Regions from separate parts of the Sus scrofa genome. Here region 1 is linked to region 2. The links are chromatin contacts, called in public HiChIP or PLAC-seq maps. All regions are on one chromosome and are shown on one strand. Each heading gives the region's core, a stretch centred on a gene start, on an enhancer-like site or on the middle of the called end of the contact. The rest is flanking DNA. Distances are from core to core; before and after follow the strand shown.

What was found. HiChIP or PLAC-seq counts read pairs in DNA pulled down with a chosen protein or histone mark.
Region 1: a contact with region 2 is called in an H3K27ac HiChIP or PLAC-seq map of skeletal muscle, with 3 times the contacts expected there. The contact joins two enhancer-like sites. A contact is called at or near these places in 1 of 47 Hi-C or Micro-C datasets (heart right ventricle) and 1 of 2 datasets of contacts at active chromatin or transcription factors (skeletal muscle).

What each region holds. Positions count from the first base shown.
Region 1 is chr6:100,058,301-100,063,554 of Sscrofa11.1, reverse strand. All of the region lies in intron 1 of PTPRM (receptor-type tyrosine-protein phosphatase mu), which reads left to right. Among named protein-coding and RNA genes, the nearest start is that of PTPRM, 32 kb to the left of the region's middle. Within about 2 kb of position 3,649, at least 16 of the 83 cell types and tissues checked have an H3K27ac peak or open chromatin away from gene starts, as enhancers often do. A contact at or near this core is called in skeletal muscle, where this site is marked.
Region 2 is chr6:99,488,484-99,494,184 of Sscrofa11.1, reverse strand. All of the region lies in intron 21 of PTPRM (receptor-type tyrosine-protein phosphatase mu), which reads left to right. Among named protein-coding and RNA genes, the nearest start is that of RAB12, 250 kb to the right of the region's middle. Within about 2 kb of position 4,399, at least 18 of the 83 cell types and tissues checked have an H3K27ac peak or open chromatin away from gene starts, as enhancers often do. A contact at or near this core is called in skeletal muscle, where this site is marked.

The sequences.
Region 1 (5,254 bases), core at 2,400-4,899, 570 kb before region 2:
GAGGAGGAAATAAAAGGACTGTAATATTTTGTTTAAACACGTTTAATTGGGTTTATTTCACCATCCCGTGAAATGCATGGACTAGCAGCGACTGGAAACAAAGATAGAAGCAGCAAGGGGGTGGGCTCCCGGAAGATGCCCGGGAGGTGCCCTGACTGCCTGGTGCCATGTTCATTTCCATGGGAACAGGGGGTGAGTGTCACCGCCAGTTCCTTCAGCTGTGGTTAGAAGAGAGATATTTCTTTTAATTTAGTTTTGGATGGAATGATAAAAGCGTCCTAATACGCTCATACTTGTCAGTGATATTACATAGTCATTTTCAATTTACATGACACTGCAGCTGCCCTAGGCCCCCCAAATAGAACTTTGCCTTTTCTGTCCCGTCCTGACACTGTTTGGAAAAACTTCCGCTGTAGCAGAGATGAATTTTTAATGGGCCCAATGACATCAATTTTACTCACTGGAATCTTAATAAATAATGTGCAGCAGAAAGGCTATGCTTATATAAAACTTCAGTGATAAGTCTTAGGAATCAGCTGTATTTATCACCCTATCTTTTTGGAAAGAAATCATCAAGAATGTCTCCCTTCCTCTTTTTCTTTGGTAGCATGCTTCACAGCAAAAAAAAAAGTTTTAGGGAAATAAAGATGGTTTTGTTCCTAGCACTTCAACATTCTCCAGAGGCCTGAGGAAGGCAAGGTGCAAATCTGATTGTCTTTTCAAGACCTCGCCAGGGAATCAAGCCAAATCTTCCCGGTTATTGTAAGGATTCGTTCCTTGGTCTCTCTGCAGAGTTGCATTGTCCGGAATGAGTGGACACTGACCAGACTCAGCTCCTCCCACACTGCCTCCTCTGGACAGTGGCAGTTCTGTTTCGGTTGTGAGGCTGGTGGTGGGGACTTGGGGAGGGGTCTGCTGGGTTGCCTGTCTAGCCTGCCCAGGCCAGCCCCCCTAAGGCCTCTCCAGGCACAGACTGAGGTAGTGTGTGTGGGGGTGGGGTATGGGTCTGGTCCTCACCTTGGGATAAGCCTTTGCAGAACAGAAGAGACAGGCAGAGATGCAGATCAGCCTTAGGCTCTGATCTGGGGGCAGGGAAAGTTGCTTTTCATTCTCCACCACCCAGGAATCAGATGTGCAGGTGAAGAATGTCAGATCCTAGGGTCTGATTCAAAGTCAGCAGAGAAGGTAAACGCTTTTTTTTTTTTGATTTCACAGAAGATTTTGAATTGTTGAAATCAACCAAGGATTGGACGTGTTCCTGGACGTGTTCTGTGCACGCGGTCTTGCCTGTGACAGACTGTGGGGGAGTGAGGGTGTTTCATGGTGCCTGTCTTGTGGAGGTGGCCGGAGTAGCACCGTGTTGTTTGGCTAGTTCACCTGGGTTTAAGGCACCAGGAGGCTCTTGGTTCCTGCTGCCCTCAGTCACCCCTGGGGATCCTGAGTTCTTTTCCCCAGTCTCGGAGCCTGGCTTCGATTGGATGCATCATTTATCATTTTTAGCCAGTCTTGTCGATGCCAGGGGGAAGCTCCCTTGTCAGTTTCGGGTCTCTAGATTCAGAAGCAGATTTTTCTGACCCACTCAACCTTGTTTTTTCTGCGCACTCCCTCCACCCCATTCTGATTGAAACTGCTCTCCTGAGGCCCCCTGACCTGACAGCTCGCCCAGTGGCCCCTGAATTCTGCTTCTGCACCATCACCAACTTCCTTTTCTGCTGCCTCATTCTTGCCTTGAGGGTTCCTAACCCACACCTGGAGGCTCGCTTGAAATTCCCTCATGTCCCAGGGAGGGTGGAGCTGGCAGTGGTGTGTGTGTTCCAGGCTCTGGGTGTTAGTCCATCAAATATTCACACCAGCCGCTGAGGGGAGGAGCTGCTATTATCACTGTTTTAATGATGCAGAAACTGAGAATTAAGCTGCAAGGAATGGAGATGCCCTTACGAGCTTTTACTAGGGAAGTTGTCACGGCAGCCAGCCCATGCTTCCTTTCTTTGCCCCTTGCATGTGGAAAAGCCTGTAGATAAACTGTTGCTGGAGGGCTGACATGCTCAGGTGTGCCCAGTTGTCTGTGTGCATCGCCCACCTGTCTGTGTGCATCTCCCACCTGAGGGTACCCTGGAGCTGGATTTCTGGCCCCAAGTCTTACTGTGTGACCTCAGGGAAATTACTCAACTTCTCTGTGCCTCTCTCTTAGATACTGGTTAAATAAACCAAGCATTTTGAGTAGAATTCTAATAATCTTCCACCAGAAAAAGAGTTAGCCTTTCTCTGGCCTGGGCCAGCCTGATCTGGTAGAGGACAGTGTTGCCGGCCCTTCTCTACATTAGGCTCTGTTAAGCTTCAAGTTGCTGGCTGCCTGCTAATGCTAGGATGTCACTTTCCTAAAATAAGGATCCTGGATGCCATAGGTAAGCTGCTCATTCCTGGCTCTGCTGTTCTCAGAGAACTGATCATTCTTTGTACATGTCTCAGAGTCCTGGTGGTGCTTCAGCACCCCCAACACCCCCCCCAACATGATTCTCCCCCCCCAGCCTCTGATATTTAATTCCAAATGCAGGGCGGTGGTGGCGGTGGGGGGAGCAGCTTCTTCGTAGCTGGACTGTTACCATCCTCTCCTTTCCAGCTGCCCACAAGCTGGCCTTTTAGGGACACTGGGCCCTCTTGCTCTGCAGGATCTGTCTCCCACCTGTTCAGTAATGAATGAAACCCTAAAGCCTTCCATTCTCTAGTTAGTGAGGAGGCTGGACAGCCCCCCCCCCCACTCCTGGGAGAGGCATCACATGACTGATATTCACATCAAAGGAATGCAGTTCCCCTTTGCTTCTGAATAGGCTTCTTTGGAGGATAGAAGTCCCCTGGGGAAACATTGAGCTGCAAGGGGAAAGGGAGGCTGGGAGTCTGGATTGATGGAGAATCACTTTTCCTGATTTAAGTTTTCTTTCAGACTGGCAGGCTTCTGCACACTCCCGACATCACACTCACTTGCACACAGCTTGTCCAAGATAAGAAAGGTTTTGACTCGTTTTTTTACATTCTACTTTTAGGGAAAATTTCAGAGTTCCAGATAAAAGAAATTATTGTTGATCTGTGACACTGCATTAAGGAACCGCTATATAGGTTATCTGATTTTTTTTTTCCCGTTGAAGCTCTACATTGATCTCTAGAATTAATGATTTTTTTTTTTTTTCTTTTGGCCACACTTGCAGCATGTGGATGTTCTCTGGCCAGGGACTGAACCCGAGCCATGGCAGTAATGACGCAGGATCCTTAACTGCTAGGCCACCAGGGAACTCCCTGTCTCTGGAATTATTGCCTGAGCTTTCAAGGTCCCTAAAATGAGAATGGGAAGGACCTGGCTCTTTTCCACCCCTGAGAAGGTGACCGCAGTTGGTGATCTGTAGACTCTAAGATCGTGCTTGGAATGGTGGCAAATGGAAGTTTTTCCATGTAGGGCTCCTTCCCTTCTTGGGTCCCATGCTTGAGCCACATAGATTTGGGGATGAGCTGGAGTGCCGAAAATTGTAATAGTGTTGGAGGCTCTGAAACAGCTTGGAGAACTTTGAGAGGAGCTCAGGCCCTAGGGTGGGGCCCGTGTGTGAGGCTGTCTGAGTGAAGAGCGGTCTCTCCCAGTTAGAACAGATGTATCGAAAGAGCAGCCTCAGAAACATCTGGAAAACCCTGGAAGTCAGACTGGTCCCCGTGGGCCTGGAGATGGGCGGCTCAGAGGCAGTGGAGGCAGATGTCAGGGGCAGCTCTCTGGGATAATCTTTACAACGCCTGTTTACTCCCCCAGGGTCCGTTTATGCTATTATTAAATGATGACATACTCGTTCATGCCTTTCTAGCGTGTACTTTCTAGCCAATGGCATTTAAAACTAAAAATAATTCTATAGTCCTTCGAGTTCCTGGGATTTTTTTTTTTTTTTCTGCTCAGCTCTCTTTCTTTCTTCCGATCTGGTTTTCTGAAATCATAGTGAATTTTGACCTCATGATTTTTTTTTTTTGACTTGCTGTAAATGATTGGAGTTCCTGTTTTTTAAAATAATTAATATGTTTTTAATTGAAGTATAGTTGACACACAATATATATTTAGTTAATTCCCTGTGGTAGTTATAAATTAAGATAACTCTTTAATAGAAACTGTGTTTAACCCTTCCTTATACACTGTCTTGGTCACTTTTGTTTCATTCAGTAGGCACTCAATAAATAGTGCTTGTAGCTGGTGCCAATTTGTCAACCTTGTCTCTTTCAAGGAGTCGAAACTCCCTGTGAGCTGGGGCAGTGTTGCCCAAGCAGTTATTTATTTATTTATTTATCCCATGAAGATACTGATCAGGATGTAAATGCTTGGTTGATTTCAGTGCAGCAGAGAGGTGACCCTCTGTGCTTAATCTCCTGGGATCAGTAGATCACCGCTGTCAGCTCCAGTAGGGCCAACTCAAAATTTTCTCACTTGAACCAGGTGGATAAATTACAGTGTTGCTTAGATGGAGATGGTTGAGTGGAAATCTGAATTTCCCCTCATAACATTGATACCTTTATTTGGACTGCTAGATAGTTGGAAGCAAGAAGAGGGCACATGGATGCCTGGGTGGGACATGGATGGAGTTGGGTCATTGAGGCTGTGTGGGGTTTGTGTAGGGATGCATCACAGTGGAGAAAAGCCCTCATGGAGTTCCCGTCGTGGCGCAGTGGTTAATGAATCCGACTAGGAACCATGAGGTTGCGGGTTCGGTCCCTGCCCTTGCTCAGTGGGTTAAGGATAAGGCGTTGCCGTGAGCTGTGGTGTAGGTTGCAGACGCGGCTCGGATCCCGCGTTGCTGTGGCTCTGGCGTAGGCCGGTGGCTATAGCTCCGATTCGACCCCTAGCCTGGGAACCTCCATATGCCACGGGAGCGGCCCAAGAAATAGCAACAACAACAACAACAACAACAACAACAACAACAACAACAACAACAACAACAAAAAAGCCCTCATACGCTGCAGAGTAGTTTCGGGCAAGCAGCAGAACTAGAGACCATGTATTCCGTGGAATCCAGATCAGACCTACCAGTTGTGCAGATGATTTAAGGGTTATGGTGGAAATTTATTGAAACCACCAACTCAGCATAAAACAGCATAAACAGGAGGCAAAGCTGGGGTTGCCGTAGCGATAAAGTACACACAGGGCAGTGAGCCTGCAGTGTATGTAAGGCAATAGCTAGAGTGCCTCTGGAATGCTAATTGCACAAACAGAAGAAGCTACAAGTTTCATTTT
Region 2 (5,701 bases), core at 3,150-5,649:
TCTTAAGACCCAGGCTTTGTCCACTGCAGGCGAGGACACAGACACACTTTGATGACATATGTGTCCCCCTGTTTTGTCAGTGACTTCAGCTCAGAAGACTACAGAGCCTTGGAAAATCACCCAAACTGGGCCCCGGGGGTTTGATTTAGGTCCAGAAAATATTTCCAGATGAAGTTCTGCATTTTAGCCATCCTGAAATTCTTCGGTTTACCTTCAATGATTTAATGTATAATTCACTGAAATTGACTGCCTTTGCATATTTCCTCCTGAACTTTTAAAGGCTAGCTTAGAAATTAATAGGATTAAGAGCAAGCCTTCCAAAAGCATTAATATCTTATGAAAGACAAAATTAGGTTATTGAGAAAATAGAAGCCTAATGAATAGAGCTGATGTCTTTAGTTCTCTCCCGTCTTCTGGATGCAGCTATGGCTCTAACGCTGATTAAAGATGTTAATGTCAAAGAGATTAGTTATAGGCTCAAATAACAATTCATAAAATAACCTGAGTCCAGTTTTTCATGGACTATTTTCAAATACCAACCTTAGGACTTCCAATAACACACCATAGATAGCGCAAGTGTGAAAATATGCAGGAAATTAGTTCCTATTCAAATCTCCTGAAGAAATATGATGTGTAAGTACAAACTGAAACTCTTTATACTCCATTTAAGCATGTTATAATTGGTGATTCATTGAGTTGTTATACTCTGAAATAAAATGTCATTAATTACATTTTAAAGAACTCTTTGGCTCATGCTCACTATTCAGCAGGTCAGGGGGACTGTTTAAAAGTAACATATAGGGGTATCCTAAGCCATCACGTTATAGCTTAAAGTTACAGTGTTATATGTCAACTGTATCTCAATGAAGCTGGCATGGGGGAGTAAAAACTTTTCAAGGCCAAAACCATTATCGGCTTTAAAAAAAAAAGGGGGGGAGGAGGAAGGGAAAAAAATGATAAAAGAACATATATGAGAGAAGAAAGATAAAACAAATAGGAAGGTGCTATTGGGAGAGACCTGAGATGGAAAGATCTGACAGGGATAATCCTAGCACGCAGTAATTTTTGGGTCATTGATTCCCTGGGGGCCAGGGTGGGGATGTGGGCGGTGGGACCATGGTGGGACACAGTCATTGGGACCAGAGGAGCAATGGTGGCAGGAGCTAAACCTATAGAGTGGCCACAGAGGGACGAGGACACTGGCTGTATCTCACCTCCAGCCCAAATCCTTGCCTCGCTTCAGTGCCCACAGGATCCTTGGTTGAATCTGGAAAATCCGTATGCAGTTGTGTTTTAAAGGTCACTTGACTTTAGAACTCTAACCAAACGTACCTCTTCGAATCTTGCAGTGAATGTGCATCCTTCTCTTAAACCCACACGGACCGTCAGGTCCGTGTGGCTGCCCAATGTGGTTGGAATTTCATGGATCAGATACTGAGGCTGAGGTTTGGGAAGGGGTTCTGGTGCCAGACATTCCAGCTCAGCCTGGGTCAGACTGTCTAACATCCTGGGCTTCAGTGTCCCCATCTGTAAAATGGGATGACTGTAGTTATCAACCTCATAAGTGCATTGTGAGGATTTGCTCATGTAATGCCTCAGACGTGCTAGAACTGAATCTGACATTCATGGAAGCATGAGCTAGTAAAGGAGGAAAGTACTAGTTTATAATAGGCTTCAAAAGAAGGTGTTCACACAGTGTTCTTTACAAGAAAGCTGTGTCAATGACCATTTCAGTGCCTCTCTTGTATTCAGTGCTCTGCGTAGATGGAGCCCATCATTATATAGAAAAGGCTCAGTACATTTTTTGCTTCATCTATAGAGCTAGGCAATTCCCTCGCCAGGTATCATATATATCATTAAAAAATAACTTAAGCAGAGTTCCTATTGTGGCTCAGCGGTAACAAACCTGACTATTATCCATGAGGATGCGAGTTTGATCCCTGGCATCCCTCAGTGGATTGAGAATCCCACGTTGCCAAGAGCTTGTGGTGTAGGTCGCAGATATGGCTTGGATCTCTCGTTGCTGTGGCTGTGCTGTAGGCTGGAAGCTACAGCTCTGAGTCTACCCCTAGTCTGGGAACTTCCATATGCCACAGGTGCAGCCCTAAAAAGCAAAAAAAAAAAAAAAAAAAAAAAAAAAAAAAAAAAAAAAACTTAAATAGGTAGGTTTAATTCTGTGGATAAAGAGTTTGAGAACTGAGAAAAAGGTTAAATATTTTTTCTAAAAAATTGGCATATAGTTGACTTATATTAGTTTCAGGTGTATAGCATGGTGACTTGATATGTTTATACATTATGCACCAAAGTTATTGTGATATTATTTACCGTACTGCTGGTACTGATCATTACATCCTGTAACTTATTCTTTTTTTCTTATAGCTTACCAAATAAAATATAGTGTGCTCAGTTAAACCTAAACCTCAGATAAACAGTGAATGATTTGTTAGTATAAGTATGTCCCAGTGGTGCTTGGAACATACTTATACCAAATCGTACTAACTGTGTATATGAAACTCAGTTAATATTTTAAAATATATGCTGTCACCTTTTATTGTTGAAATAGTATTTTCATTTCTATGAAAAGTCCTAAGAGATGATGTAACGATAGGCCACAGAATATTTTTTTAAAAAAACAGTTGTTCTATTAGTGTCTTTGCAAAGTCAGATTTAGAGGAAGGTTTAAGTCGTACTCGTTAGTTTACTGGAGAGTACCTAGCACTTGGAATGAATCTGACACTGCTTGGGACGGAGGGCTGGGGACACAGAGGAGACTGCGTGCCCACAGAAGGCTCACTCAGCAGGGGACATGGTCACAGAGTGGTTGCAGTGCCTCCAGAAAACCCTTCAGGGCAGATTTGCATTAGTACTTTGAAGGCCTGGAGCAAGATGGAAAGACGAGCAAGATGACTTTTTCCTCGAAGGATGAGTAGGAGGTGTCCAGGAGACGGCAAAGGAGTGGGATTCTGGGTAGACATGAAAGCAAGAGAATGCGGCAGTCAGGGCTCTGTCATACAGGGCACGGTGTCCCACAGAGAAGCTGGGGCATCATTCCGGCTGCCGTTGGAAGAGCAGAAGGATGTTGGTAACATGCGTCTGATTCCGTACTTGGAGGGAGATCTCTTCATACAAATCGCTGAATTTTTTTTTTTTCCTTTTTACAGCCTCACCTGCGGTATATGGAAGTTCCCACACCACGTGTTGAATCAAAGCTTCAGCTGGTCGAATCAATCTATACCACCGCCACAGCAACTCAGATCTGAGCCACATCTGCAACCTTTGCTGCAACTTACAGCAACACCAGATCCTTAACCCACAGATCGAGGCCAGGGATCAAACCCATATCCTCACAGATACTACGTTGGGTCCTTAACCCACTGAGCCACAACGGGAACTCTAAACAGCTTAATTTTTAAATGCTGTTGTACAAGGCACACAGGAACTGCTTTAACAATAATAGACAACAGCCCCCCCCAAAAAAAATAAATAAAAGGAAGAGGAAAAATGTATTTACTGAAAAAGTGTAATAGAAACTGCATCCCTCTAGCCTCTTTTAAAAAGTACAGAGCAATGCTTGGCTCTGAGACTTGGCGAAGCAATGAACCACCTTGACACTGACGCCTCCCTGGGGATGAAATGCCAAGAAAGCCTCAGGTTGCCGTAGAGACCTCAGCATAACTGCCCCATCGGCCTTTCTGGCTTTTTTTCAATCCATGGACATCAGGAAACATCAGCCATTTAGACTGTAAAGTAGTTTTGAAAGAGTGAGCTTCTCTCTGTTGGCACTGTTTCAACCAATCCATCTTCATCTTTTCCAAGACAGCGATGTCTTAAAACTGGCCTGAGCCCTGGAAAGGTTCATTACCACTCAAGGAGCCAACAGAAGTGCATCCAAACCAGAGGGGAGACGGGGTGGGATAAGAGAGCAGTGCTGAGTGCAGATCTCTTATTTGATTTTATTCTAACAAGATGGTCATATGGCACCTCTCATCAGGGAAATGCAATAATTTGATTCAAAAGCAACTCAGACATGACTCACAATAAAAAAGTAAACAGGCGGAACTGAACAGAAAATGGCAAGTTGTCAGCAGAGAACGGATGGAGACTCTCGGGAGAACAACGAACCCAGTGGAAGGGCCGGTTTGCTCACGTTGCTACCAAAAGGGAGCCAGTCTCTCTCCCACATGGAGAGCCAACCCCCTGAGCAAGATCAGTGATTTACCAGGACTGAGAAAGGAGAGGGTTGTACTCAGGGAGGCGGGGTTGAGCCATCCACCCCTGCCTTTATCACCTGGAATGAAAAGGAAAATTCTCCAGCTCAGCTGCGAGCCAGGAGGCCCCGCCCTGGACCTGGCAGCATTACAGCTGCAAACTGCTCCCAGCTGCTGAGTGGGACAGAGGGCGTCCTAGCCTCACAGGCGGCCCTGCAGAGTTGGAGAGCCAATTCCTGCCCCTCTGGCGTCCCCAGAGGGCCTTCTTTAGTCCTCAGTTTTTGGACTGATCCCAAGTGTCTTTGGGATCCAAGCAGAGAAACGTTGACCTTCTGCAGGAAAATGGTTGTGTCCTTCTGAGAGGAAGTATGTTGCCCTCATTGTAAAATTAAGATCAAGGAAGGACAGCAATTTAAAACCACGTCCACCAAGTGCCTCCTGGAAAACACAGGTGGTACTATTTCATTAGCCAATAATCAATGTCGTTCGGGAGCACAAACATTTATCTTCCAGTCATGAGAGCCGAACTGTATAAAGCTAAGTAATTCCTGGCCGCTCCTCTTCAAAAAATACATGTGTGTGTACATACATACCTAAAGGTATTTAGAAAAGCGCTACCCTGACCGCACCTGCTTTTCTCCTGTGTGTTTCTCTAGGACATGAACACACGTGATTAATTTTATAATTGAGTGTGGAGATTGTTTTTGTGCTCAATTTAAACTTGAGGATTGGAGACTTTATGCTAGAATCTTCAGGCTTAAGTATAACTTAAGCGTTTTTCCAAGGAACCTGGATTTTAAAAAAACGAAAAACAAAAAAAATGTAGCTCGTTGGAGATCTTTTTAAAATATGTGGATTGTATATTTCCCCCTCTCATCTTTCCCTCTGTTTTCTAAGTAAAACAGCCAATTTTGGTAAACAGAAGCCCAGTGTTCTATTTGATGCCTTTGTCTGTATTTGACAATGTGTGGCAAGCCAAGACGGTATTGTTATTAAAATGTCTCACTTGACCTCCAAAATCAGTGAAAACTGGAAAGAGAAAACCACTCCCTGAAAACCACCTCCTCCCCACGGAGGCTGCAGTTCTCATTCCTGTTGAAAGGCTCTTAGTCAGAAAGGCCATCAGCTGGGAAGACAGGCCAGCATCCTCAGGTGAGCAGGCTGCAGCATGGGCAGGAGGGTGTCCGTGCTGGCTTCTGCCCGGTGGGGGGCTAGTGGGCAGAGAGGGAATTGCAGGTACAGGTATGTCTAGAAAAGTTCTAAGGACTGGGCCCAGCGGCCCCCTTGCTTGGTTTTGAGAACAGAGACGGGGGCGCAGGTGGAACAAGAGGTGCTTTGTGTTCTGTACCTGCTGGAACCATTGTGACCCAGCTGGGCTGTGCTTGTGCGTGGTCCACAGTGGAGGCGCCCCCTCGGCTCACCTCCAGCCCACACACTTTTCAGATGTGCTTTTCCACTCCCTTTTCATATTCTGAGGCACCAGCTGAGTCCAT